Linked DNA regions of Mus musculus: regions 1, 3 and 4 are each linked to region 2. Evidence: chromatin contacts called from public promoter capture Hi-C data. All regions are on one chromosome and are shown on one strand. The core of a region is the stretch at or near the end of the contact, and the rest is flanking DNA. Distances in the headings are between cores, read along the strand shown.

Evidence for each region. Promoter capture Hi-C pulls out the DNA fragments that hold promoters and counts their contacts.
Region 1: a contact with region 2 is called in a promoter capture Hi-C map of pre-B cells. The contact joins the promoter of Coq3 here to the promoter of Tgs1 in region 2. A contact is called at or near these places in 2 of 39 promoter capture datasets (cranial neural crest and pre-B cells) and 1 of 484 Hi-C or Micro-C datasets (CD4 T cells).
Region 3: a contact with region 2 is called in a promoter capture Hi-C map of pre-B cells. The contact joins the promoter of Pnisr here to the promoter of Tgs1 in region 2. A contact is called at or near these places in 3 of 39 promoter capture datasets (cranial neural crest, frontonasal cranial neural crest and pre-B cells) and 1 of 484 Hi-C or Micro-C datasets (CD4 T cells).
Region 4: a promoter capture Hi-C map of pre-B cells shows a contact between it and region 2. The contact joins the promoter of Ccnc here to the promoter of Tgs1 in region 2. A contact is called at or near these places in 3 of 39 promoter capture datasets (cranial neural crest, pre-B cells and second pharyngeal arch cranial neural crest).

What each region holds. Positions count from the first base shown.
Region 1 is chr4:21,877,493-21,884,019 of GRCm38.p6, forward strand. Coq3 (coenzyme Q3 methyltransferase) reads left to right here and starts at 2,154. Exons shown (of 7, transcript NM_172687.2): 1 at 2,154-2,304. The coding sequence starts at 2,196.
Region 2 is chr4:3,571,272-3,577,774 of GRCm38.p6, forward strand. Tgs1 (trimethylguanosine synthase 1) reads left to right here and starts at 3,608. Exons shown (of 13, transcript NM_054089.4): 1 at 3,608-3,858. The coding sequence starts at 3,755. It overlaps Tmem68 (transmembrane protein 68), which reads right to left and starts at 3,582. Exons shown (of 8, transcript NM_028097.4): 1 at 3,433-3,582.
Region 3 is chr4:21,845,319-21,851,647 of GRCm38.p6, forward strand. It overlaps Pnisr (PNN interacting serine/arginine-rich), which reads left to right and starts at 2,730. Exons shown (of 11, transcript NM_001369189.1): 1 at 2,730-2,821. 4930528A17Rik (RIKEN cDNA 4930528A17 gene) reads right to left here and starts at 3,130. Exons shown (of 1, transcript NR_028384.1): 1 at 1,009-3,130.
Region 4 is chr4:21,725,836-21,732,229 of GRCm38.p6, forward strand. It overlaps Ccnc (cyclin C), which reads left to right and starts at 1,866. Exons shown (of 12, transcript NM_016746.4): 1 at 1,866-2,080; 2 at 4,562-4,668; 3 at 6,383-6,394. The coding sequence starts at 2,049.

The DNA.
Region 1 (6,527 bases), core at 904-3,403, about 18 Mb after region 2:
AGAATAATGGCAGAAGAGCTTTACAACTTTTAAAAAACTTGTAATGTGTATGTATTTTATGTGTATTGGTGTTTTGCCTTCATTTGTCTCCACTCTGAGTTCCTGAGTTCCAGTTGTGAGTCACCATATGGGTGCTGGGAATTCAACCTGGTCCTGTGGATGCTGGGAATTCAACTTTGTGAATGAGCAGCCAGGGCTTTCAGCCACTAAACCATCACCAAGGGGCTCTGGGATTTATTTCTTTAATGGGGTGTGTGTGATTTTTCTAGACCCTGGGCTTTAAAACTTTTTAGTTGGAAATTTTTAGGAGTTGCATAAGGCTAAAAATTCCTATAGTAAGTTAAAAAAATTAACATTGAAGTTTCTAAACTGAACTAGTGATAGTGAGTGTATATCTGTGTTAGGGTGCCCACAAGGACCTGAAGAGGGTGTTAGGTGCCCTAGATAGGGAGTTACATATGGTTGTGAGTCACAGTGTGAAAACTGAAACTTGGGTCCTCACTGAGCCATTTCTCCAACTCCCCTGTAAGTTCAGTTTTAAATAGAATGTGGCAATATAGAATTTCTCAGAGTGGATACCGTGTGATAGACTTTTTGAGTAAGTCCAAGAACTCATTCAGCTGGATGGATGTAGTAGATTGTTCAAAGGGATAAAGCTTGTGTAGACATAAAGTGACTTACCCTTCATTTTTTATTAAAGAACTAGAACACATTGCAAATGTTAAATGGGTGTTGAGTTTTCTAAAATATGTATGAGCTAGTTTACAGCTTGTTCATAAGTAAGACTGGAGTTACTCTGGAACTTTCCTACAGTAATGGCTACATACTGCATTACAGTCACCACAATTTTATTTCTGACACAGCTCAACTGAACTTACAGAAAAGCGTTTTGTTGCTGCGTGGGGGGATTTAGAGGGTTCTTTGCTTCCTACCAGTATTTAAGCATATCACTTCCTGCCTTTGCTGAAGCGAGACTGGGATGGCTATGGAGCTGTGTGGTGTACACTTAATGTTAAGTACAGTCCATGCACAGAAGTCCTTAAGAGTGTTAACCATGATTTTCCGTGGGTCTGTCAATCCAGCAAAAACATGACACTTCAACTTGTGTATAAAACTTTCCACCTTCATTTGGAGAAATGGCCATATACCTCCAAACACAGGGACCTCTGACAGTGATAGAGCAGCTGGTTTTCATACAGCTTATGAGGTTAGTATTTTAGCTCAGAGGATGAGAGCTTAGTAAGTTTCCCCGATTTAAAGGACAGCACTGCCTGCTGAAATGTAGAATGACGCCCTAAATTTTAGGAGTTTACCCTTCTTTTTATGAGGGCATTATTTTTTATTTTGTTGTTTGTTTTTTAACCGTTCCTGGTTTGCTTTTAGTTGCTGGGATAAAACACTGACTAAAAGCAACTCTAGGAAGGGTTTCTTTCTCTTTGGCTTAGAGATCCTAATCAATCATTGAGGGAAGTCTGGGCGAGATCCATAAATGCAAGCTTCAGATACAACCCAGTTCCACTTTCCAAAGGGCTGAACATCAATCAAGAAAACGCCGCCCCACAAACACGCAGTTCAGTCTAATGAAGGCAATTCAGGAGAGGGTCCCTGTTTCCTGGTGAATCAAATTAATGTCAAGTTGACAAAAAAAAAAAAAAAAAAAAAAACTAGTATGAACTTCATATTAGATTCATACTAGAATCTTTCATACTGCTCCGTTTCTACTTCCAATAAACGTCTAAACTGAGTGTAAGGAGTTTTCTGCTACATACGGTGTATCCTGAACAGAATAAAGGGTCAGTTTCAAAGAATGTACTTTAGATGTGGACTTCTGTTCTCTGTGATTACTTGAGCGCATTGAAAGAGAATGGGTTTCTCGGAAAAAGCATTTCCGTACTTGATTTTAAGCATTAGAGTCGGTTTTCCAAGACTGAGGAGATAGCTCGTAAATACGAAAACAGCACGGCGTGACTCGTAGGACGAGAAGGTAGGTAGGTCTTCGTGGCCTTTTATTAGGAACATCTCTTTATTTCATTGCAGACATAATTTGATAGAGGAGCTCGAGTTAACGGTGACCACAAATTCACATTAACTAATGCAAATGCAAAAGCCGGCATCCGCGAGTGTAGGAGGCGGAACCCTTCCGCTGGGGATTTGTTGTGAGGAGGGACCGGAAAAGGAGTAGGATTCTAGTCGCGATGTGGAGAGGTGGAAGGCTGGGCTCTCGTGGGGTTCGTCTCCTGGAAACGCTAGGGTTTGGGTGCCCCAGCGCGGTCGCCCAGCCTCCTCGCCTAACTTCACGGTCGGGTGAGTGTCGCCGGCGCGGAGGTTCTTCCGCACGCCTCGGGTGCCGGGGCGGCTCTGCGCAAGCGCGGCAGAGAGCGGTGGGCTGTCCGGCTCCGTGGGGTCTGGTTAAAAGCAGCGCCGCGCTGCCCCGTCCTCATCCCTGGTGACCTCCGGGACCTGGTGTTGCTCTCTCCAGCGGCTACAACCCTCCAGGTCTGAGAAGCCAGGGGAAAAAGGCTGAGGACTAAGGATCTGGGCCTCGGAGAGCGTGTCTCTTGTGCCGCCGCCGCCGGGTAGCCCACGACCTTTGCCCTATTTTATTTGCGTTCTATGAGCTTGTGGCCCGGGAGCCGCCATTCAACTTGCTGGATCCTGGAGGTGGTTCTTGCTTTCCAAACCAAACCAAGAAAGACACACGGGGAACGTCCTAGCGCTGCCTCACTACTTTATTGCTCACCATCTTACCGTCCCCGCCAAAGAATTTAAGGCATTTATGCTCTTGTTTGGCAAATAAAGTAAAGAGCTAACTGCATTTGGTGCTATAGATTTTTAAACGCAAGTAGTACGCAGATAATTAGGTTCAACCTTTACAAGAAAATGACCAGGCCGGGCGTGGTGGCACACGCCTTTAATCCCAGCACTCAGGAGGCAGAGGCAGGCGGATTTCTGAGTTCGAGGCCAGCCTGGTCTACAGAGTGAGTTCCAAGACAGCCAGGGCTACACAGAGAAACCTTGTCTCGAAAAACAAAAACAAAAACAAAAAAAAAAACAAAAAAAAAAAAGAAAAAAAAAGAAAAGAAAATGACCACTATATGGTAGAGATTGGTATGGTTGGGAATTTTAATATGACAGTAACAGCAATAATACCTATTTAAATACTACTGAAAAAAATAATTATAATTTTTAAGAGAGCAAGATATAAATAAATATTAATGAACTTGGAGATCTAGATGGAATTACGATTCCAACTTTAATTTTCTGGAGAGATGATTTTATACTCTTCTATTGTCTTTTATAAGATTTTATTGTCTTTATATACATTTATACTCTTTTATTGTTTAAACTTTGTCTTCCAGAACAATCCGAGTCATTGTTCCAGAGATCCAGAACATCTCTGGTCCATTTTTTAGAAACCTTTTAATGTGTGTCTCATACATCAGAAGACCCACCTGCCTCGGCCTCCCAAGCTGTTGTGATTGGCATGTTCTTCCCTTACGTATAGTCACCTCCTCCGTGCCTTTGCCAGCTCTGCTGACATGATGCCATTGCTCTAATTTGTACTTGTCTCACCACATCTTCATGTCACTGCCAGTCTTTTCTGGTATGGGCATGGGTATGGGTGTTTGCTTGCATCTACAGCTGCAGACCACAGGCTGTGTGTGCCTGATGTCCTTACAGGCTAGAAGAGAGCATCGGATTCCCTAGGACTGTACGTCTATCGGTTGGAAACTGCCCCATGGATGCTGGAGAATCCAGTCCAGTTTCTCTGGAAGAGAAGCCAGTGTTCTTAACTGCTGAGCCACCTCTCCAACCCTCATCGCCCATTTAAAAGATAGACTTTTGGCTTATAGCAGCCTTGGCTGATGGTTATTTTCTTTAAGAGCTTAGAATGTATTTTATTTCATGGTTTCTTGTTTTTGAGGATTGTTGATCAAGAGAGCTGGAGTTAGTCTCATGTTTCGACTATATAGGTGATTTGTGCATATTTTTCTTCTTATATTTTTGGTTGTGAGCCTACCCTTTAACAGCTGAGCCATCTCTCCAAGCCCATATTTTTCTTCTTATAGTTTGTAATATTGTTTCTTTACTTTCGTTTAAAAATATTTCTATTTTTAATTATGTGTATGTGGGGGCAAGGGTATGTGCACATGAGTGTGGGCACCTGCAGAGGCCAAAGATTTTGTATCCCCTGGAGCTGGAGTTACAGGCAGCTATGAGCAGCTTGACATGGGTGCTAGGAACTGAACTCTAGAAGAACTGTGTGTGCTCTTAACCAATGGTTGACTGTTTTTGATAACATGACTGTAATGTCATGGAGAGGTTTGTCTCCAGTCGCAGGTATTTGGGGTTCCAAGTCTCCAGATGTGTTTTGAATATCTGTTTCTTTCTGAAGATTTGAGGAATTTTTTTCCTCTGATGCCAGTGAATGGATATTCTGTGTGATTGGTGTTTATCTCAGCTTGTTCTTCTAGCCCATGATTTTTAGATTTCTTCTTTCAGTTGTATCTCATTTTAGTTCTTTTCCTTATTGGCATTTGAATATAGTGTTAGTCACCCTTGGCCTCTAGTTATATGACTCTACTTGATTCTATTGATGATGTTTTCCACTGTATTATTTACCTACTTATTTACTGAGGTCTTACTTTCTAACATTTCTGTTGGTTTTGTTTTGTTCAGGCTGTGGTTTTTGTTTGTTGTCTTGTTTTTCTTTTCAGATTTTGGGCGTGGGGTAGTTTTGCTGCTGCTGACCTTTCATCCACGTTGCTGACTTCTTCCACTCTGTTGTCGAGTTTCCTCTTTTGGACCTGTATTGGGTTCATCTTTTTATTTGTATACTCTTTGGGTCATTGATCATTTTCATGAGAAGTCATTTGAAATCTTTATCCGGTACTTGACTTTTCAGTATCATTGGGTTCTGTCGCTGGAGGATGGTCTTTGGGGAGTCATGCTGTCTTGCTTTCTGATATGCTGTGATTTGCATATCTGTTGGTTTGGATATTTCTTCTGGGTTGGGGCATCTTCCTAGTGAGTGATCGCCTTCTGAACATTTAACCCACGTACCACTTGGCAACAACAACAGCAAACCATACAAGCTATATAAACACGTGTAAAAATTAATGACAGCCCACCAGTGGACACAGCACTAACAATGAAAAACTACTTTCCAATGTGCTAAGTGTGTCAAAGTAAAAAGATACAGGAAGAAGACCAGAAAGGGATAGAAAAGGAAAGAAAGACCTGGGTAATCAGACAAAAGGATAAAGGAGGTGTTGAATGTCAGGGTTGCTAAAGAAGAAGGGCAAAACAATAGAAAAAATGAAAGAAGAAAAAGGGGACCAGGTGAAAGCATTCAAATGTACATAAACGTCAGGGGACTATATATATGTTTGTTTTTTAAAAGCCAGAACTGGGAAGGTGGCTCAGTCAGTACAGCACCTGCCCCTCAAGCAGGGGAGCTAAGCATAGATCCAGAACCCATCTAAAGGCTTGTTGCAGTGGCTTATCTGTGACTCCTGCAGTGGCAGGTGGGGCGGATCCCTGCAGCTTACTGGCCAGTCATCCTAGCTGAATGAATGAGTTCCAGGTTCAGTTAGAGACTTCGTCTTAAAAAGTAAGAGTGTTGGGAGGCAGAGGCAGGCGGATTTCTGAGTTCGCGGCTAGCCTAGGCTACAGAGTGAGTTCCAGGACAGGGCTACACAGAGAAACCCTGTCTCAAAAAACCAAAAAAAAGAAAACCAAAAACAAAAAAAAAGAGTGATTGAGAAAGGCATCCAAAGTCAACCACTGGCCTCCACATGCACACAAATATACACACACATATGTGCATAGACACATACTGCATACAACAGACATCCAAGTATAGCATCATACACCACACACAGGTGCATACACACAAAAATGGTTTTAATGTTATATAATAATTTCTTCTGAATTGAAACATTCCTTGCAGGGGTGAGGGAGGGGAGAGTCATAAGATTCTGGAGGTACACAATTCTCACAAGCCAGGAAAGCTGAAAGGAACCAGAGTCACAGAGGCCCCTCTCTGAGGTTATAGCTCCCCTTTAGTGGCTCCTGCTCCTGTAAGTAACCCTTATAACTCGTGCCGATTAACTCATTAATTTGCCAGTTGGACTTTGGGGAGAATAGTTACTTTGGTTTGTAGTTGGCTCCGTATCTTAAGTATATAGATGGATCTCACCAAGAAAAGTCTCCCATAACACATGGCACCCAAGTAGGGACCAAGAGAACCAAGGATGAATTGGATAGGATTGGCTGCATGGCCCCTGCAATGAATGCTGAGACATGCAACTGAATATGATCTGTGTAAGGGTGAGGAACCTATGGGAGAAATCCCGGTAAGGCTAGCTATCCCCATAAAGTAGTGCACCTCCTTACTGTAGTGGTGGTTACAGGCCCCATGCGATAGGTGACAGAACATGTGACCAAGGCTGAGCTGTCTGGGAGTGGAGCATCTTTGTGGGGAATTCCTGGATGGACATCTTGGTAGGATGGCATGTCTTCTT
Region 2 (6,503 bases), core at 2,358-4,857:
AGACTTGGTCCTGTGGCAACAAATAGGAAACAGAGAAGGGAATGCCAGTGGTCACTATGATTTCTGCTTTTCTCCTTTTTATTCAGTGCCATGGTCAACCCCTTCAAAATACTCAAAATACTCTCTCAGACACAGCCAATGGGATGCTTCACTAATGTACCAGGTGTTTCTTAATCAAATCAAGATCAAAATTGATAATAAAATAATAAAAGTTGTAATAAAATTCAGTCACTATACTAACAAATCCACCATATGAGTTAAACCATAATTTACCAGCATTTGACCATTTAAAATTCAATATAGCAATATTTACTGCCTTTAGAGGCCAGACAGACAGCTTCTGAAGAAGCTAAACATGTTACTATATTACCCAACAAATCTACTACTACATATATTCCCAAGAAGACTAAAGACATACCATTCACACCAAAACTTGTGCATTAGTAGCAGAATCATTCATAATAGTTGAAAAGTAGATTAAGATGCCCACCAACTGATGAGTGGATACAAATGATATAGCCATATAATACAGCACCACTCAGTCAAGAGAGCAGAGACCTGCTGCAACATGAGTGAACAATTAAAAACAAACAAAATGACAAATGGCCAGGCAGTTTGTGTCCACTGATATGTCATACCCAAAACAAGGTAATTTGAAAAGTTAGTGGTTGCCAGAGCTGGGGAATGTCAAAGAGATAACGAAATACCCTAGAATTAGAGAGTAAGGATGACGGAACCCACTAATCTACACAGTATAAAATGGTACATATTATTGTGAACTGTACCTCAAAAATTGTTTTTGTATTTAACACTGCTAATAAACAAAATGTTTAAACTTTCATATAGGTTAAAGGAAATTGCTTAGGCCCAATTAACAGTTTGAAACTTTGGCTGTTTTTGTTTAAGGCACTGACTCCAATAGACTTGTTTACATTTTAATAAGGTTTTGGGGTTTTTTTTGGTTTTTTTGTTTGTTTTTTTGTTTTGTTTTGAGACAGGGTTTCTCTGTATAGCCCTGGCTGACCTGGAACTCACTTTGTAGACCAGGCTGGCCTAGAACTCAAAAATCCGCCTACCTCTGCCTCCCAAGTGCTGGGATTAAAGGCGTGTGCCACCACCACCCGGCTAATAAGTTTTAGCATCTTGTGACTTTATAGCTTTATTTAGTACCTCCTTAGAAAACTTATTAATAGAATTATAGTAGTCTCCTTTAACCACAAAGTGTACATTCTAGGACTCAGGTAGATACCTAAAACTAAGAATAGGACCAAGTTCTATATAGGTTAAGTAACCACTGTCAACCCCAAAACCCAAGCTGCTCCAAAACTGAAAAATCTGAATGCCATCAAGTAGAAAATTCTACACTAGAAAATTCACAACCTCATAGAGTAAGCCTCAGTGAAAACTGCAGGTATATACATATGTGTGTGTATGTGTACATATGTATATATATGTGTATATATATGTAATGTATATAGATATATATTACCTCCAGCTATGAGCACAGTGTACATTCAAAACCTAAGCGAGATGAAGAATATCTTTAACAAAGAAAAAGAATGATCTCTACAACAAAAGTTATAAAAAACAAGGCCAAAATATTAAGAAGATATAAAAAATGAAAACATTCCATGTTCTTGTTTTGGAGAAATTAATGTTGTTAAGATGTGCATACTAGTCAAAACGGTATTTGGATTCAGCAAAATTCTAATAAAAAAATCAGACATTTCACAGAAATAGAAAAATACATTCATAGAACTAGAACAATCCCCAAACTCACATGGAGACACAAAAGACGAAATGTCCAAAGCAACCCCGAGCCCTAGAATAATGCTGAAGGCATTACCATACCCACCTTCAATGTAACCAGAACATGGAACTGTCATGAAGACATGTAGACCAAGGAAACCAAACAGAATATAAAAATAAACCCACGCTCTTGCCACCAATTTCTTTTAAACAAAGGCAGCAATGTTATTTTGCCCTTTAAAGTATTAAAAGAAAATATAGGGGAAACTATGCCCTCCAAAGAACAGACATCCAAAGCAAAAAAAACAAAAAAAAAACAAAAACAAAAAACAAAAAACAAAAAACAAAAAAAAAAACTATTAGTTGAACAGTAGATTTATTTCTAGAGTCAAAAGATTTATTTCTAAGTAGTCAAAAAACCCAAATAATCCCATTAAAAGGGGGGCTTGAATAGTCACTGGCTATCAAACATATGAAGAATAGATAGCAACACTGTTGTTGCTACTCTTGACTGTCAGCTTATGGGTTTAGAACCACCTAAGAGACAAACCTCTGAGAATGTCTGTGAGGTTGTTTGGTTGGTTTTGCTGTTGTTAATGGAGGTGGGAAGTCTCACACTAACTCTGGGTGGTGCCATATCAGTCTCTCATACAAGGAAGTTAATCTCAAAGATTAACAGCGAGTCAGGACAAGTGCAGGGAAGTATATAGACATGGTGATTTAGTGGGTGTGGAGCATAGCCAAAAGGAAGACTTAACTTTTAAAGCACAGTAGGAAAACTGGATTACAAAGTGAGTATCCAAAAACAGCTAAGAGAGAACAGTTTGAATGCCCCAACACAAAGAAACAGTGTCTGAGGTGAGAAATATATCGTTTCCCCGGATCTTCTCATGAATGTATCTTCTCATGATCTTCTACATGCACTGAAATGCTGCCCCGTGACCCAGAAATATGTAAAATTATTACATGCCATTGGCTTTTTAAAGAATTTTAAAATGTTTTTTTTTAATCACCTGACCCTGTGGGGAGGATGCATGAGTGAGCATGTGAAGGCGGAGGACAACTTTCATGCACCCGTGAATGTTTTGTCCCTTTAACCAACTCGAATAACCAATAAGCCTTCTCCTCACACCCATGTGTCACTTATCAATAAAAAGAAAACAAACAACAAAAACCCCTTGAGTTCAAGCTTCTTTCTCCGGGTTCTGATGTACATTACCTTGCAAAGATTTTGTTTTTCAATATAAAAATGCTCTTCTACTTTTGGTTAAAGTCCCCTACTCTTTTAATGACTACTCTTCTACTGCATCATAGTCTAACTCTAGTCACTCTCTCCAATAATGCTGTAAGACATTTAGTTATTTTTGAGACAGCATCTGTGTGGACCTGACTTGCTCTGCAGACTAAGCTGGCCTTGATCTCAGAGAGATCTGTCTGCTTCTGCCTCCCAAGTCTGAGATTAAAGGTGTATACCACCATGCCTATCTATAATTCACATCTAGACTGGTATATTGAATTTAGGAGTTATGAAAGGAAGGAATACTGCAGTTGTAGATATACTGCACGGCGCAGGCGCAGAGGCCGGGAACTAGTCCGGCTTTCCGCTCCGGGCCCCGCGACCAGGACACCACGCCTGCTACCGGCTAGAACAGCATGGAGAAGTCCATGGGGAGCTCGACGCACCTGACAAGAAAGTCACAGGAAATCGGCGACCTCGGCAGCTGGTCGGCGGCAGAGCCGGGAGAAGCAGACACGCGGGTAGTGCCGGTTTCCTTTAACTGCCTGAGAGGAAGAAGGCCGAGCCACATTGGGTGTAGGACCGTCGGTCGCCCCGCCCCTTCCGGTAGCTGCTGTCGCTGCTTCCGGTAGCGCGGCTGGCTGGCTCCCGGCTCGAGCGTCCCCAGGCGCGTTCCGCTCCTCTGCCCGCGCGAGTTACGCCTTTCTGTCTTCAGCAACAGCGCCCGGCCCAGTCGCGGACAACACCAGAGCGAGCCCGGATAACGAAATGTGTTGCGAGAAGTGGAACCATGTGGCCGAAATGCTGCTCTTCATTGAAGACCGCGAGGAGGAGTACAAGATCCTTTGCCTCTGCTCCCGGGCATTTGTGGAGTAAGTCGCGACGGTCCTCTCTCACTTTCTGTCCTTGCTCAGGAATGGGGGTGTCGCAGAGTTAGAGAGAGGCTTTCCAGAAAGCCACATGACCTGATGTCTAAGAAACTCGAAACCCCGCGGGCATGAAGGAATGTTCTACTGCAATTACTAAAGGGAAGATTAATATAATTTTGATTTTTTTTTAAATGTGGTACCTTATATGTGTCATTTCGGGTTTCCATAAATGAAGGGCCAATCTCAACATTGGTTGAGTCGGGCGAGATGGCCCAGGTATTGGCCATGCAGAAGGATAGCAAATTCAAGACCATCCTGAGCTATACCAGTAAGATGGAGTGTGAAGTGTAAACTAATACAAATAGATTGATGAGATGAAGGATCAAATTAGAGCTCTATTTGCAAACTGTAAAATCCTTTCCAACAAAAATTTATGTATCTGAAACGTCTAATTATTTGAGATAAAAGTGTTAACTGTTTATGGCAGTTTTAGAGACATCTCTGGGGGAAATGTTGGTTTCATGTTTAAAATTGCCAGAATAGAAAGTACCTTCTGGTGGGAAAAGCATTGACAAATTTTAAATTTGAAGGTACTCATTTTCATTATGTACTTGAGGGAAGATATCTGAAAGTTTCCTCAAAAAAGAAATATAACACCATGTTAAATTTAACATTTAAAAAATGTACTAGGCTCATTTGCACAGGTCCTGCTGGTTCAGAGTTGAACAGTCTTCTAGTGGGGGAGTGAGGATGATTATAAGACCGAAAAGAAGACTCAGAGACAAAGGTTAGAAATCCGGAGGGCTGCAGGCCTGAACCACACTGGCCCCAAATGTATTTCTCATAACCTTAATACACTTTACAGTATCATGGGAAACAAAGTCACAAACTAGCACAGACAATGGCTGACAGAGAATGGATATCTGTTCCCATCCGGAGGCCTCCCTGTTCCTTCCACAAAGATTAATCGAACGTTCAGCCTCTCTCCTTGAGCCTCAGTTGTAGCTTTTTGTTCCATGCCGTTGGCAGGCCAGGAAATCTGTCAGCCTGACCTGCCTTGACTCCGCCTAACAGACAGGCTTTTACAGAAGCAGACAAAAATGACTCCCAACGCTCAGGTGTACATTTAATTCAGTAAAGTTCTTTTTTATGCTCCTATTAGATGCTGGTAGGTAATGGAATATAAGATGGGACCAGGCTGCGCTGAATTCACTTTCTAAGCAAAAGAGATCAATATTGCACTAAGGTAGCGGTTTGCACAATTACTCAGTTAACTCAACTGGATAAGAGACATGTCTGTGGTGCTTTGATAGCAATCTGGCAGGATGGACAGTGAAAAATATGAAGCCTTGGGAGAGGAAAGGAACTCCTCCATTTAGAGTCTTCTTGAAGTGCCTTTTTGGCAGAAAGTCGAGAAAACCAGTATCCTTAACAGAATTTTATGTAAAAATGGCCTGAGTGAAAACATTACTTTTATGTAAAAATAGTTTGAGTAAGTATTAAAATAGGCTGGTGTGAATACTCACGCCTTTAATCCCAGCACTCAGGAAGGGGGAGGCAGAGGCAGGCTGATCTCTTGAGATCGAGGCCAGCCTGGTCTTCAGATAGGTTTTAGCACAGTCAGGGTTCTGTTACACAAAGAAAGCCTATCTCAAGAAGAAGAAAAAAAGAAAAAGAAAAAAAGGAAAGGAAGAAAAGTTGGACTGCAGCAGTGAGGTGGCTCAATGAGTAAAGGCATTTACCACCAATACTGAGGACCTGGGCTTGATCCTCAGGGTCCACGTGGTGCAAATAGAGACCCAACCCTAAAGACTTTAAGACATGGTCTTACCAAGTGACTGAGTGACTGGCTGGCCCAAAACTCACTACGTAAACCAGTATAATTTCAAACTCACAGAGCTTTGCCTGTCTTTGGCTCCCAACACTAGGATTAAAGGTGTGTGCCACCACATTCTGCCATATGTATGTATGTATGTATATATGTATGTATCTATGTATATGTTCTGTTTTGTTTTTTTAGAGACTGCTAAAATAACAATTAACCCATGCTTAAACATAAACTTTTGTGGTCTTACTTACTAGTTTATAGATGTGAACCTGAAATTTTCTGGAAATGGCTCTAAGACTAACGTTTGTTCACAGTAAAAACATCTTAATTTCTCATTATCAGTTATAATCCTATTTATCATCAGGGGCTTCTCTGTAATCTTACATGAACTTCTTATTGACCCACTGAGATAGAGCTTCAGAAGCCACCAGAAACATGGCTGATGAGTAAACTGAGCCAAACATGGGCTCAGGTCTGTATACACTTGGTTCCCATTAGTGGCACTGTTTGGGAAGGAGGTAAACCTTTGCTGGAGGAAGTAGATAGCTTGGGCAGTCTTTGAGAGTTCATAGTGTTGCCCACTTCTAGTTTGCATTCTCTCTGCTTCATGTTTTCAGTTGAAGATGTGCTCTCTCAGCTTCTTCTTCCAGTTGCCAGCTGCCATGTCTCCCTGCCATTATAGACTCTTCTCTGGAACTGTAAGCCAAAATAATGTCTTCCATAGTTGCTCTCTCTCCATCACGGTGTTTTATCACAACAGAAAGTAATTAGGACAGAAGTTGGTACCAGAAAATGGGCTGTTGCTGTGAAGAACCTGGCC
Region 3 (6,329 bases), core at 1,480-3,979, about 18 Mb after region 2:
TGGCAGTAGCTGAATACATGTGGCCTGGTGACCAGGTCTCATAAGCATATATGCACATGTGGGGGGAGGGGACATTCACGAGCATTCCTCAGGTGCCCCTCTACCTTTGTTTTTGAGATAGGGTCTCTTAATTGACGTTGAACTCAATAGATGTTAGAGATCTGTCTACCTTCATCACTCCTAGTGCTGGGACCACAATGTACTCCACAGCTCCTGCTTTTTGTTTTGTTTTGTTTGTTTTGTTTTCTTAGGTGTGGGTTCTGGGAATCAAACACAAGTAAGTCTTCTTGCATTACAAATGATGATATCTTCCCAGCCCTATAAATAGGAACAAACAAACCTGAAGTTAAAGTTCTCTGGTAATCATTAATAGTAGATTGCCAGGTAATACAGACAAGATGCTGGCACTTGATAATTACAGTACACAATAGCCAAATTACAGACCTCATATATGATAGCTGTTCAGAGCTTTAACATAACAGCATATATTCTGATAAAATAGAACTTGACATCCACACATGGGAGTGGTGATGTGTGCCTGCAATCCCTACAAGGCATTTAATAGGCCCTCCCATTTGGATATCCAAAATGGCTAGTTTACACTAGTGTCCCTAGTCAAAATATTTAATCACTTGACAATGTAAAATTTTCTGTGCACTAATATGTTAGGTCCTTGGAGGGCAAAAGTTGTCACCCAAGTATTCGTTTCAGTTTTACTTGGGATATATTACAGATGGTTATAGGGAGCAGGAATTTTCCATAGCCTTGCTAATCCAAGCAGATTTCACCAAAGATCGTCCATTTTCCTGGCTAGAATGTTTCTCAGTGAGGTGAAGTATGGTGACATTTGATTTCAATCCCAGCAACGGGGTTGGTGGCTGCTAGTAGATCTCCTTGAGTTCTTATAGATGCTAAATGGAAATAGTCAAGTACAGGTCTCCTTCTGAGTTAGTTGTACTAACCTCATGAACTCACATCATAGTATTGCCAGATAATTGGCAGTTTTCTCCACCCCACTCCCCAAATTACATGTTGAAGGCAAACTTGAGGCTAGCAGGTGTTTACTTAGTAGGGTTTTATTCTAATCACACAGACTACATGGTTTTCAAATACTTCATTTGAGAATTACAGAATTTCTTGTAAAGGGCATTCCTATTTTCACATCTACCTATATTTTCTTTATTCAGTTTACTACAGTCTTGTTTCTAGAGTAATTTGATATTTCTTGTGCAGTTCCCAACTCAAAGACTTAGATTTTTAGTGCATGGTGTGGGTGCTAAAAACAGAGTTCTCACATTAAAGGGAATAAGAGAGTTTATTGTGGAGCCACATTTGAATGTCCATGGCACAAGGAACACAGTTATGCCAAATTTCTTTTATAACACGGAAGTGGTTTCATGACATTTTATAGTTTTTAAAGAACAGACAGTCATAAACCAAGGCAGGCTTAAGATACATTGGTGTGTACATCACAGAAGCTACAGCAAGATGGGGACACTTTTTACATCGCTGCAGATGCTATCTGATAACATTCTTAGCTCTTGGGTTGGTGGAAACTGGGAGTCAGCTAAGTTAAAAAGTTCCAAAGGCTGGGGCAGTGGTTAATAGCGCTGGTACCAGAGTTCAATTCCTAGTACCCACATGGCAGCTTACAACTATCTGTAGTCCAGCAACAAGTGATTTGACACCCTCACACAGACATGCACGCAGGCAAAACACCAATACACATAAAATAAAAATAAATAAATCATTTTTTTAAAAGTTCTAAAAGGTTTTTAATCTATTAGTCACAGGATTTAGCTCTAATATGGGGAGGTTGGCAAAGACTGGCAATTCGTGGGTAAAGCTAGGGCCAGATTGGGTAATTAGCCTCTGGACTTGTAAAATTCCAACCTCTCCACATCACTGAAGCTCCAATCAATCTTTGCAGACACAGACTTTTTCCTGGAATTCTCCTTCATAACTCTTTTTAGTTACACTGACATTTCAAGAAAGTCATTTTCCAATATTTAGGTTAAGAATGCTGTGTTTCTTAGAATTTTTGTTTCCTTTTGTAATTAAACTCCTAGTCTGGAAAGTTGACATTTTAGATATATGAACATTGTTCACGCTAAACACCTTTTACCTCCTTTCGGGAGGCCATCTTGGAGTTTAGGTAAGGAAGGACCAGTGGAAACTCTGCTTCTCAGTTACTTTTCCTTAAAGAGTAGCTGAGCGAAGTTGAACTGAGTAAATGTTCCCACCAGGGGGCGCGATGCTAGGAGGTGAACAAGGAGACCTAGCAAACACCCTGCTTCCAGAACTCAGGCTCTGCGACTCAGGCCTGGCACAGTGAGTTCCAAGTTGGCAGGGTTTGACTTGCGGTCCTCTCCGTAGTCTGAAAGAGGCAAAGCGATTCAGCATCCTTCCCAAAGCGGAACTGATTCTTAGAACGCATTTGCTCTTCGAGGGTCTCCTGCCTAAAGTTTACTAAATTCCGTCCATTGTACCGGAACGTTAGGCTCGGCTTTGTGCTGGCTGTACAAATGAAAATGTGTCGGGTATGACACGGGCTTCACACACAAGAGGGTCCAACTCGAGGTGGGTTGGGTTTGCCCTCAACAAAAATGGCGCGGACTCGTCCCGTCGGTAAGATCACATGGTCGTAAGCCTGGCTGAGAATCAGTGTGACTTCAGCCGAAAAGCGGATGTTATTATCATTCACTTCCGGGTGAGAACCACCGGGCGCCATCTTGTCTTGTTCATGAAGAAGTAGAAGCATCGAAAGGTTGGAGAGAATTACAGGAACGGTGGCGACAGCGGTATTCCGGAACCGGAGCGGGTAAGCGACGAGCAGTTTACCCCGGGGGACCTGCCGGAGGACTAAAGTCCTCTGGGTCAGTGTGGCGAACGGAGCGGGACTCAGGCTGCGTACGCTGCTTGGCGCCACCGCCAGAACCTCATTCCGGAGAAGCTCCGGCGTCCGCCCGAGAGAGTGAGCGAGAGAGCCGCTGTCGCCCGAAGGGAACCGCCTTTGGCTAAGGAGAGGGCTCACGACCCATTCTTCGAACTAAGAGTTTCCTTTGAGAAGGCAAGGGACTAATTGTTGGGCGCCTGAGCGGCCGTTAAGCAGTGCGCGTGCGCAGTGGGAACCCTTGAGGGGCAGGGAGTGTGGAGGGGCGGAGGCGGCGGGGGCCGGGATCTGGAACTTCGACTCTGCGACTCGCACTACGCAGGCGCAACCGCTTTCTGCTGCGTCCTAGACAAGTATCATTTAGTTGCTTAGTTTTGGTGTTTTTACCCAGTGATGGGTATTATGTGTTAAGCATCACTGAGGAAACAAGTAGTATCCTATATTTCAGTTGTTTCGTAGTTTTGTGGATAATAGTGTCATCTTAACAAAACTGGGCACTGAGCAAATTTTGACTGTGCTTGATTAAATTAGCAGTCTTTAATACTTCATTTACCTTTTCTCTTCCTAACCCTAGATAAAACAAAAACAATCTTGGATTTTTTTTTTTTTTTGAGTACATCCAGCTAAAACCAAACCAGAACAGTAAAGACTTTATTTGTGGGGTGGTTTTCTAAAGCATCAGGGGAGACGTAATGAGTTCTCGGATATTCTTAAGACACACAATTTAAAACATAAGTAAGCTTTATATTTAAGGACTTTTTTGAGCCTCATTATATGATCCTGGCTGGCCTGGAACTCCTGCCTTCGCTCATGAATGCTGGAATTAAATGTATTCACTACCACATCAAGCCCTAGAACTTAATTTAATTATAGAAAAATTAAACAGCTAGTGTATAACCACGTGTTTTATTTTCTCAGTAACATATACTTCCATGACACGTTTTTTTGTTTTTTTTTACTATTAATGGAACAATGTTGTTACATTATTAATTGAGGGCATGCTCCTATTTCCTTAGTTAAAGAAAAAAATCATTTTTAAAAAAAGATAGTATTTTTCTGTGGAGATCCCCTGGAACTGAAGTTACAGATGGTTGTGAGTTGCCATGAGGTGCTGGCAACTGGAGGCAGGTCCTCTGCAAGAGCAGCCGGTGCTGTAGCTGCTGAGCCTTCTGGCCACCGTCTCTGTTCAATGAAAAATTACTACTTTATGTCTATGTGTCAGTCCTAGCTTTTGTTGTCCGGATTCTTCCACTTTTGACCATTGCTAAATCTTTCAGGTGTCTGCTGTTTCCCACCAGCTTCTATTTGATTGGTCGGTGTTTTGTTTCTTTGTTACTCTGTTGCAAAGACTGGCCTAGACCGCTCAGCGCCTTTCCTGCTTTAGCTTCTTACAATTGAGATTACCGACTCGGGCTACTATAGAACTTTATTTCAGTTTGGGGGAAGGAGCCCAGGCTAGCCACCAACTCAAGATCTTAACTGCTTTCACTTCTGAATCCCTTTAGTGTTAAGAATACAGAACTGCTAGGTACAAAGAGATTTAAAACATATTTCAATTCTCATCTTTTTGTCACAATCTGTAAATGAGTTTTGTAAATATTTGCGGTCATTATTTGAAGAAGTCATTTTGAAGTCAATTGAAGCGTTTTCCTTTTTTCCATTTAAGATTTATTTTTATTTCTCTGTGTGTGTGTGTGTGTAAACATGTGTATGCACGCATGCTTGCTCATGCCTGTGTTGAGTGTGTAAATGTGCACATGAGTGTGAGGATATTTGGTCCCCTGGATCTGGAATGTCAGAAAGTCTAAGTTGTTTGATGTGATGCTGGGGTTGAGCTTGGGTGCTCTGTAAGAACAGCCAGCACGTCTTTAAGCAGTGAGCCATCCTTTGGCTCCAGGTCTGTTTGTTGTCATTTGCAGTTCTAATACAGAATAATTTATAGAAAAGACTGAATGATAATAATCCTAGTGTTAGTATCTGGGTTTACTGTAACAGATTACTACAAACTAGGTGGCTTAAAACAACTGAAATGTCCTCTTTTATGGTTCTAACGGCAAAAAGTATGAAAGCAAAGTTTGACAGGTACCTTCCTTCCTTCTGGGTTTTGATGGCACCTATCTTTCTGTTCTTTAGCTTGTAGAGTTGTCCAATCTCTGGCATTGTAGGCACAGGACAGTCTCAGATACTTATGTCTGTCCTCATCTGAAATTGTCCTCATCCTAAATTGAGTACTGTATCCACACAGACACTGGTTTCCAAATAAGTACAGGTAACATGGATTTAGGACTTCAGCCTGTCTTTGGGAAGATTACCAGTTAGTCCATAACTCTGGTTTTAGTTTTTTCCAGCAGTATGATACTGTTGATAATCAAGTGCAGTCTTTGGTTATTGGCTTTTCTAGTCTTCCCAAATTCAAGTTGTTTTTCAAGAAAATCACATTTAACTTTACCCTGTGAAAGAAAATTTTGTCAACAGTCTGTTGCATGAATCATCAAAATTAGACTTCTCCAAACCTGAAAAGTTGATGATCTCTGAAAATAAGTCTTAAAAGGAGACTAAGCTGATTCAATCTTTTTTTTTTTAAAGCCACATTTATCTATTTTGTGTACGTATGTCTCTGTGTGAGAACACACGTGCCTTGACATGTTTGTGGAGGTCAGAGGACTACTTTCACGAATTGGTCCTCGTCTTTGACCATGCATGTGTGTTACAGGGATAAAATGCATTCAGGTTACCAGGATGGGTGGCAAGTGCCTTTACCTACTGAGCTATTTTATGGCTCTCAGGATTTTTTTTCTCCTTGTGTTGGGGGGACATGAGGGTGCTGGGGATCATACATAGGCTTTGCATATGTAAGCCAAGTTCTCTACTACTTACGTGTATCCCTAGGTCCTAGAAATCAAACCATGGCATTAAATAAATAGTAATATTAAGATATACTTTTTGTGGCTAAAGTTGCATATTTAGTGGGTAACATATATGAGTGATAAATGAGTAAAATACCTAACCATTTAATATAAACACAATACAATGATAGAGCGAGCACTCAGTAAGGTTTCCTCTGTTCATAAGGAAATCTTTGAGCATTCAAACATTTATTCTACAAGAACTATTGCATATTAACTTTTAATTTATGGAGATTTTCAGACAGTGTCTGCCTTCAACAGTTAACGTTTTCCAAATTATTACTCACCCAATATACGACCATAAGTTTTCATGGTTTAAATCCATTATTAAAACTTAGTGGGTCTGTTGATATAGTTCAGCAGTAGTGCCTTTGCTTATCTCAAGAAACAAAAAAAAGTTGAATTAAAAATTGTGTCTGTGGAACTGTTCATATTGAACATAGTCATGTTTTCCAAACTAAAAGTCCAAATACAGGACCAAACTCAACAACAAGCTTCAAAATACTTTACAAGTAGGAGCAGGTACTTTT
Region 4 (6,394 bases), core at 616-3,115, about 18 Mb after region 2:
GAAAAATATGATCTGAGGGGCTGGAGAGATGGCTCAGCGGTTAAGAGCACTGACTGCTCTTCCAGAGATCCTGAGTTCAATTCCCAGCAACCACATGGTTGTTCACAACCATCTGTAATGGAACCTGATGCCCTCTTCTGGTGTGTCTGAAGACAGCTACAGTGTACTCATATAAATAAAATAAATAAATCTTTAAAAAAAAGAAAAAGAAAAATATGATCTGCCGGGCGTGGTGGCACACGCCTTTAATCCCAGCACTCGGGAGGCAAAGGCAGGCGGATTTCTGAGTTCCAGGCCAGCCTGGTCTACAAAGTGAGTTCCAGGACAACCAGGGCTATGCAGAGAAACCCTGTCTTGAAAAAACAAAACAAACAAACAAACAAACTGATCTGCAGTGAAACAAACAGTAATGTTCACAAATGTATTACATGCCTCTCAACATTTTTTAGGTACCTTGGCTATTAAGTTGGAGTCATTTGGGTATATTCTGGTCAGTGGGTCATGAAAATTGATTGGGTTGTTTCTATTTCAAGACTCTTAATACTAGTTATTAAAGAGCTCGCTTGAGTCATGTTCTGCCCAGAAAGATGTTGATCTTGGAAGCAAGGAACATTGAAATGAATAGTTGGGAGATAGAAACCCTCTAGTTCTCTGAAGATCTAGAGGGCAGCCAGGAAGAACTAGCCAGCTTTAGGAAATACCATGAGAATGAGACGAATTTTCAAGCTAAGTTGGGGGTATAACAATGTTATAACAATGAAGCCTAGTCTAGCTCATCCAAATTCAAGAATAAATGTATTTCACAGGTTAATTGTGTACGTGCCTAAGTGGGTGGAATTTAAAAACATCTTTTCTATAGTTGGCATACTAGTTTCACTTATAGAAATTGTTTTCACTCCATTCCACATCTCAATTAGACTCCACTCACAAAGGAAAAACATTGGTGCTATCTTCCTCGGAATTCTTGACTAATTTTCAGGTGTGCCCAATCATTTAGAGACATTTTTTAATTTAAATTAAAACTTAAAAGATTTAGATAGATCCTCACCTGTCCTAGGCTGGCCCAAAACAACGTATCTGAGGGTATTGAATACCCTTAGCTTGCAGGTGTATATAGTGCTGAGTATCACCCAGAGCTTCTGGGGCACCAGCAAGCATTTTACATCCTTGATTATCTACATCCCTTTTCCTCTTTTCCCCTAGATGGCGTCTCAGCATGAAGCAAGGACTGGCCTGAAACTCCTCATGTTCTTGACTCTGCCGCCGAAGTACAGTACGAAACGCGAACGCAAAGTTGCAATGATAACAGCAACATTTAAATATTATTTAATTGCATTTCTGCGGCATACCCATTTGGAACGTAAGTGTTAGCTAGATGTACATTTATATGCTCATGTTTTTAGGTAAACAAGTAGCCGGCTCTGACATAAAAAGATTGCTACTCTAAGTTAAGTCTACACTTAACTCGTTAGGCTTAATACCGACAGGAACTTTACTAAGAGCACTTACATCTTAAGGCCAAAATTACTTTCATTTATTTCTCCTTTCAGCCCTAGGGAAAAAGCAGTCATATACTGCCATGCTTTCTTCAACGCCAGTGTGCTATTTCTGAAGGCCTACACCGTGGATTAACAAGATCCCTAAATGGACCCAAAAGAAAACCGCACTAGACCAGAAACCCAGTGTGTGGACGCTCTGGAGGAGAATTGGCAGGAAACCTCGGGGAGAGCCTCTCGCCACCGGGAGCCTCCGCCCGTGTTTCCTTAGCTCCCGCCTCAACAAGCCCATTGGCGGTCGGGCGGTTGCTAGCTTCCTCCGCAACTAGGGCGGGCCGGAACTTTTGTCTGCCGGAACCGGTGTACGCCGCTCAGTGTTGTCGACCGGCGTCAAGGCGACGAGGGTGCTGTTCTCTTCCTCCGGCTGCGGTGGCTGTGGAGTTCAGCCCAGCCAGTCTGGTAGGAGCACAGTCGTCCGGACTGTGTCTATGGTCGCTCCGCGGGCCGCTTTGCTGGCTGGTGCATTTGTATCAGGGCAAGCAGTATTATTCCATGGCAGGGAACTTCTGGCAGAGCTCCCACTAGTAAGTGAGCTTCCATTTTCTCGCCTGGGGCCGGGGCTGGGGCACAGGAGGGCTGGGCCTGCCCATCCCTCGGGGTTTCCATCCTGGCCGCTGCGGGTGAGCCCTCCCTGGGAAGCCGGGGGTCCGAAACGTGATGCTGTCGTTTGCGAGCCTCCCCTCTTCTCACAGAGAGATTTCGGGAGCAGAGGGGAGGTGAGCTCGAAGGATGGGTAAGAGGTAAGGGGTTTGATCTCCGGGAAGGGAGTCGGAGGCGGTTTCATTTCAAATTTGGGGTTTGATTGGTGGGATGATGTGGGCACCGGCAAGGGAAAGAGTGACCCATTGTAGCTCTGTGAGGTTCCCTGCTTTGGATGGACATGGTTGGCTATTGCTAGCTAGCTTGTTTGTTTGTTTGTTTTTTCATAGCAGTGATATTATAATCTCTTGTCATTCGCCTTACTGTAGATTTAATATTTACTCAGAGGAGAGGAGTGAGTCGTGCTTGTTTCTACCTGCTGCTTCCTGGCCCAGCCTTATGCCTAGATTGACACCACTACCCCCATCCCCGAAGCAGTGTTTCTCACGTTGAGGGATGGCTGCCCTAAAACTCACAGGCTGGCATCGAACTTAATGAAATCTGCCTGCCTCTGCTTCTGCTTCTAAGTGTTGGAATTAAAGGCATGAGCCACCAATTGCAGGCTCCTAAATTGACTTTAATGCTTCTAGAATTTGCGAGCACAGGGGCTCTCAAAATATATCCATTTTCATTCATTAGCCAGTGTCTTATATTTTGCCTTAAAGTCGTGTATTTCCCAGATTTTGTCCTCTTCCTTTAACCACTTAAATCACTAAATTTTAATGTCTTTCAGTGACCATGGAAGGGCTAAAGTAATCTTAAAGATATTTGTCTCTAAATACATTTGGTTAAACATGCAGGAAGTTGTATGCTTGGGCTAAGCGTTGAGCAGGCTTTCCACTAAATACATAAAAAATGAACAGGACTAGATAGAGACATTTAGTTTAATTAAATTTTAGTGGGAAGAGAATAACAAAATTTTAATTCTGTGAATTGGTTTGCTTGTTTCCCTCTTTGCCTGAGAATAAAGAAGAAGAAGGGGGAAAAAAAAAGAAAGAAAGAAAACTGAATTTGGAAACCTGTTTCTGAAAGCAGGTCCTCCCTTGCTACCAAGTGTTTCTGGGAAGATGAAAGGCCAATGAAGCATCACTGGGGGACATTATTTTACATTGTTCTCACTCACTGAGATGTTTCCATTAAAAAAATGAAATACAAAAGGGGATGACCCAAAAAGGTGGGATAAAGCTTGGGCCTGTACTTAATCCTGGTGCTCAGATAATGCCTTGATTGCCTGTCTCAGTGACATAATACTAAGACAGGCAGTAGTAAGTCTTTGGATATAGCAAGAGTCTATCTTCCAGGATGGTTCTTAGTCTAGAGGGTCTGAAAACCTGTGTGCTGGTGTTTGGTACACATGACACTATGAAGGAAATTGAGAAAGAGGTAGAGAAGCTTTGAAACCATCAAGAGATTCTTTACCCTCAAGTTTTCCTGTTTTTTGTTTTTTTCTTCAAACGATCTTGCTGAGGCTGCCAGTGGGCTGCTGAAAAACTAGAGAACTCTGATGAATAACTTACCTGAGAGTTTGAAATGGCGTCTACAGCATCCTTGTTAATCGACCAGACAGTACGGGAGTCACACTGATTGACACAGATTTATATCCAGCAAAGCACTCACAAATATATTCCACTCACAAATAGCACTCACAAAAACCAAAGAGATTTTATTGGTCCAACAAGACTGAGAAACTTGGGGGTGATGGTGAAAACACTGATTGAAAAGGGGATTAAATTAGAAAAATATAAAATTTGCTCCAGGTCTGAATGTATTTGAAACAGGTGAGCATGTATTGAAGAACTCAAGTATTTCATTGTTGAACATAATTTACTAAGGATTTTAGAGACCTATTCTGAAGAGTTAATGCTGAAGTTTCAGAGGTAAACTGGTGCTCTACCTCAGCTGCATTCCCAGCCAGACACTGTCTTTTATCAATGTTTTAAGTACATACCTCCAAATAAATAAATAAATAAATAAATAAATAAATAAATAAATAAATGGAGGAAGAAGAAGCTGGGTGAAGCACTGCATGCCTTTAATCACAGAACTTGGTGGTGATGGGGAGGGGCCGATCTCTGTGAGCTTGAGGCTGGTCTGATCCATGGAAGGAGTTCCAGGATAGCCAGAGCTAACCAGAACCAAACAGACAAATAAAGACAGAGAGAGGTGTGCCTCGTAGAAGATGGTAAGCTTATTGAATCTTAATGTTTTAAATGCTTTGGCTTGTTGGCTTTTTTCCTATAAATTTATTTATTCACTTTACATCCCAATATCAACCCTCTCTCCTCCCAGTACCTCAAGCAGCTCCTCCCCTTCCCATCCCTGCTGTTGCCTTTCTATGCCATGTTTTAAATCTTTACCTTCTCTAGTTTGCAGTGGATTTTGGATAAACAAGATCTGTTGAAAGAGCGCCAAAAGGACCTAAAGTTTCTCTCAGAAGAGGAGTATTGGAAGTTACAAATATTTTTTACAAATGGTAAACTTTTATATTGGTTGAAGTAGTATACTATAGCTGGTCACTATTTTATATGGTAATTTCCATGAGTTGTTAAAGTCTATAGTTAATGCTTTTATTTAGACAATTATCATTTCAGTGTTCTGGGTAATACTTTTCGCACCTTATGTATTATAGCCCAGTGTTGACTAATCTCAGGCATTTCTAGTGAGGTCCATTTTTAAGGTTGGCCTAAGCAAAATACTTTAAGAATAAATGATTATTTAAATTAGCATCCAGTAGTTCTCATTTTACCTTATAACTTTGCATAAGCAAGAAGATTTAGTCGCCAGGCGGTAGTGGCGCACACCTTTGATCCCAGCACACAGGAGGCAGAGGCAGGTGGATTCCTGAGTTCGAGGCCAGCCTGGTCTACAAAGTGAGTTCCAGGACAGCCAGGGCTACACAGAGAAACCCTGTCTCGAAAAATCCAAACAAAAGATGATGACTTGGGAACAAAACACCCATGGAAGGAGTTACAGAGACAAAGTTTGGAGCTGAGATGAAAGGATGGACCTCGTAGAGACTGCCATATCCAGGGATCCACCCCATAATCAGCATCCAAACGCTGACACCATTGCATACACTAGCAAGATTTTATTGAAAGGACCCAGATGTAGCTGTCTCTTGTGAGACTATGCCGGGGCCTAGCAAACACAGAAGTGGATGCTCACAGTCAGCTAATGGATGGATCATAGGGCTCCCAATGGAGGAGCTAGAGAAAGTAGCCAAGGAGCTAAAGGGATCTGCAACCCTATAGGTGGAACAACATTATGAACTAACCAGTACCCCGGAGCTCTTGACTCTAGCTGCATATATATCAAAAGATGGCCTAGTCGGCCATCACTGGAAAGAGAGGCCCATTGGACTTGCAAACTTTATATGCCCCAGTACAGGGGAACACCAGGGCCAAAAAGGGGGAGTGGGTGGGCAGGGGAGTGGGGGTGGGTGGATATGGGGGACTTTTGGTATAGCATTGGAAATGTAAATGAGCTAAATACCTAATAAAAAATGGAAAAAAAAAAAGAATTACAGGAAAATACAACCAAAAAAAAAAAAAAAAAAAAGATGATGACTTAGTCAAGAGACCTTTTCTGTGTCTGGGATAGCTTTGTTGCCTATTTTGTTTGTTTAATTGTATTTATTTTTTTATATGTATGAGTATTTGGCCTGTATCTGTGCATTATATGCTGTGCCTAATGCTGAGGAGGTGTGGCTCCCCTGGGACTGGAGTTACAGATGGATATGAGCCACCTTGTGGGTGTTGGGAGTGGAACCCAGGTCTTACTATCGCTCCCATCCTGCCATCTGATCTTCACCATGTTACTCTCTGCAAACCTACCTTTTTCCTTATATCAAAGATTAACTATGAATTTCTTGGTAAATAACAAAATCTATCTTAATTTTTAAAGCTATTTTTATAGATACTATGAAAAGCATTAAAGTACCTAGTAAAAAAAGAATATTTGATATTCATCCTGCTTGTTGTAAGGATAAATTGTACGCAGTTTCTTTTCTTGTTTATGAATATTACTGCATTTGCAAGTCTTAGACTAGTGAGGTTCAGAAAGTGTCAAAGTGTGCCTAGGTATGAATGGTCATGATTGCATCATGTAGAAATCACTGATACAAGTTAATGGTAGTAGTGTTATTATACTGATGACAGATGATACATTTAAACTTTATTCTTTTTTAGTTATCCAAGCAT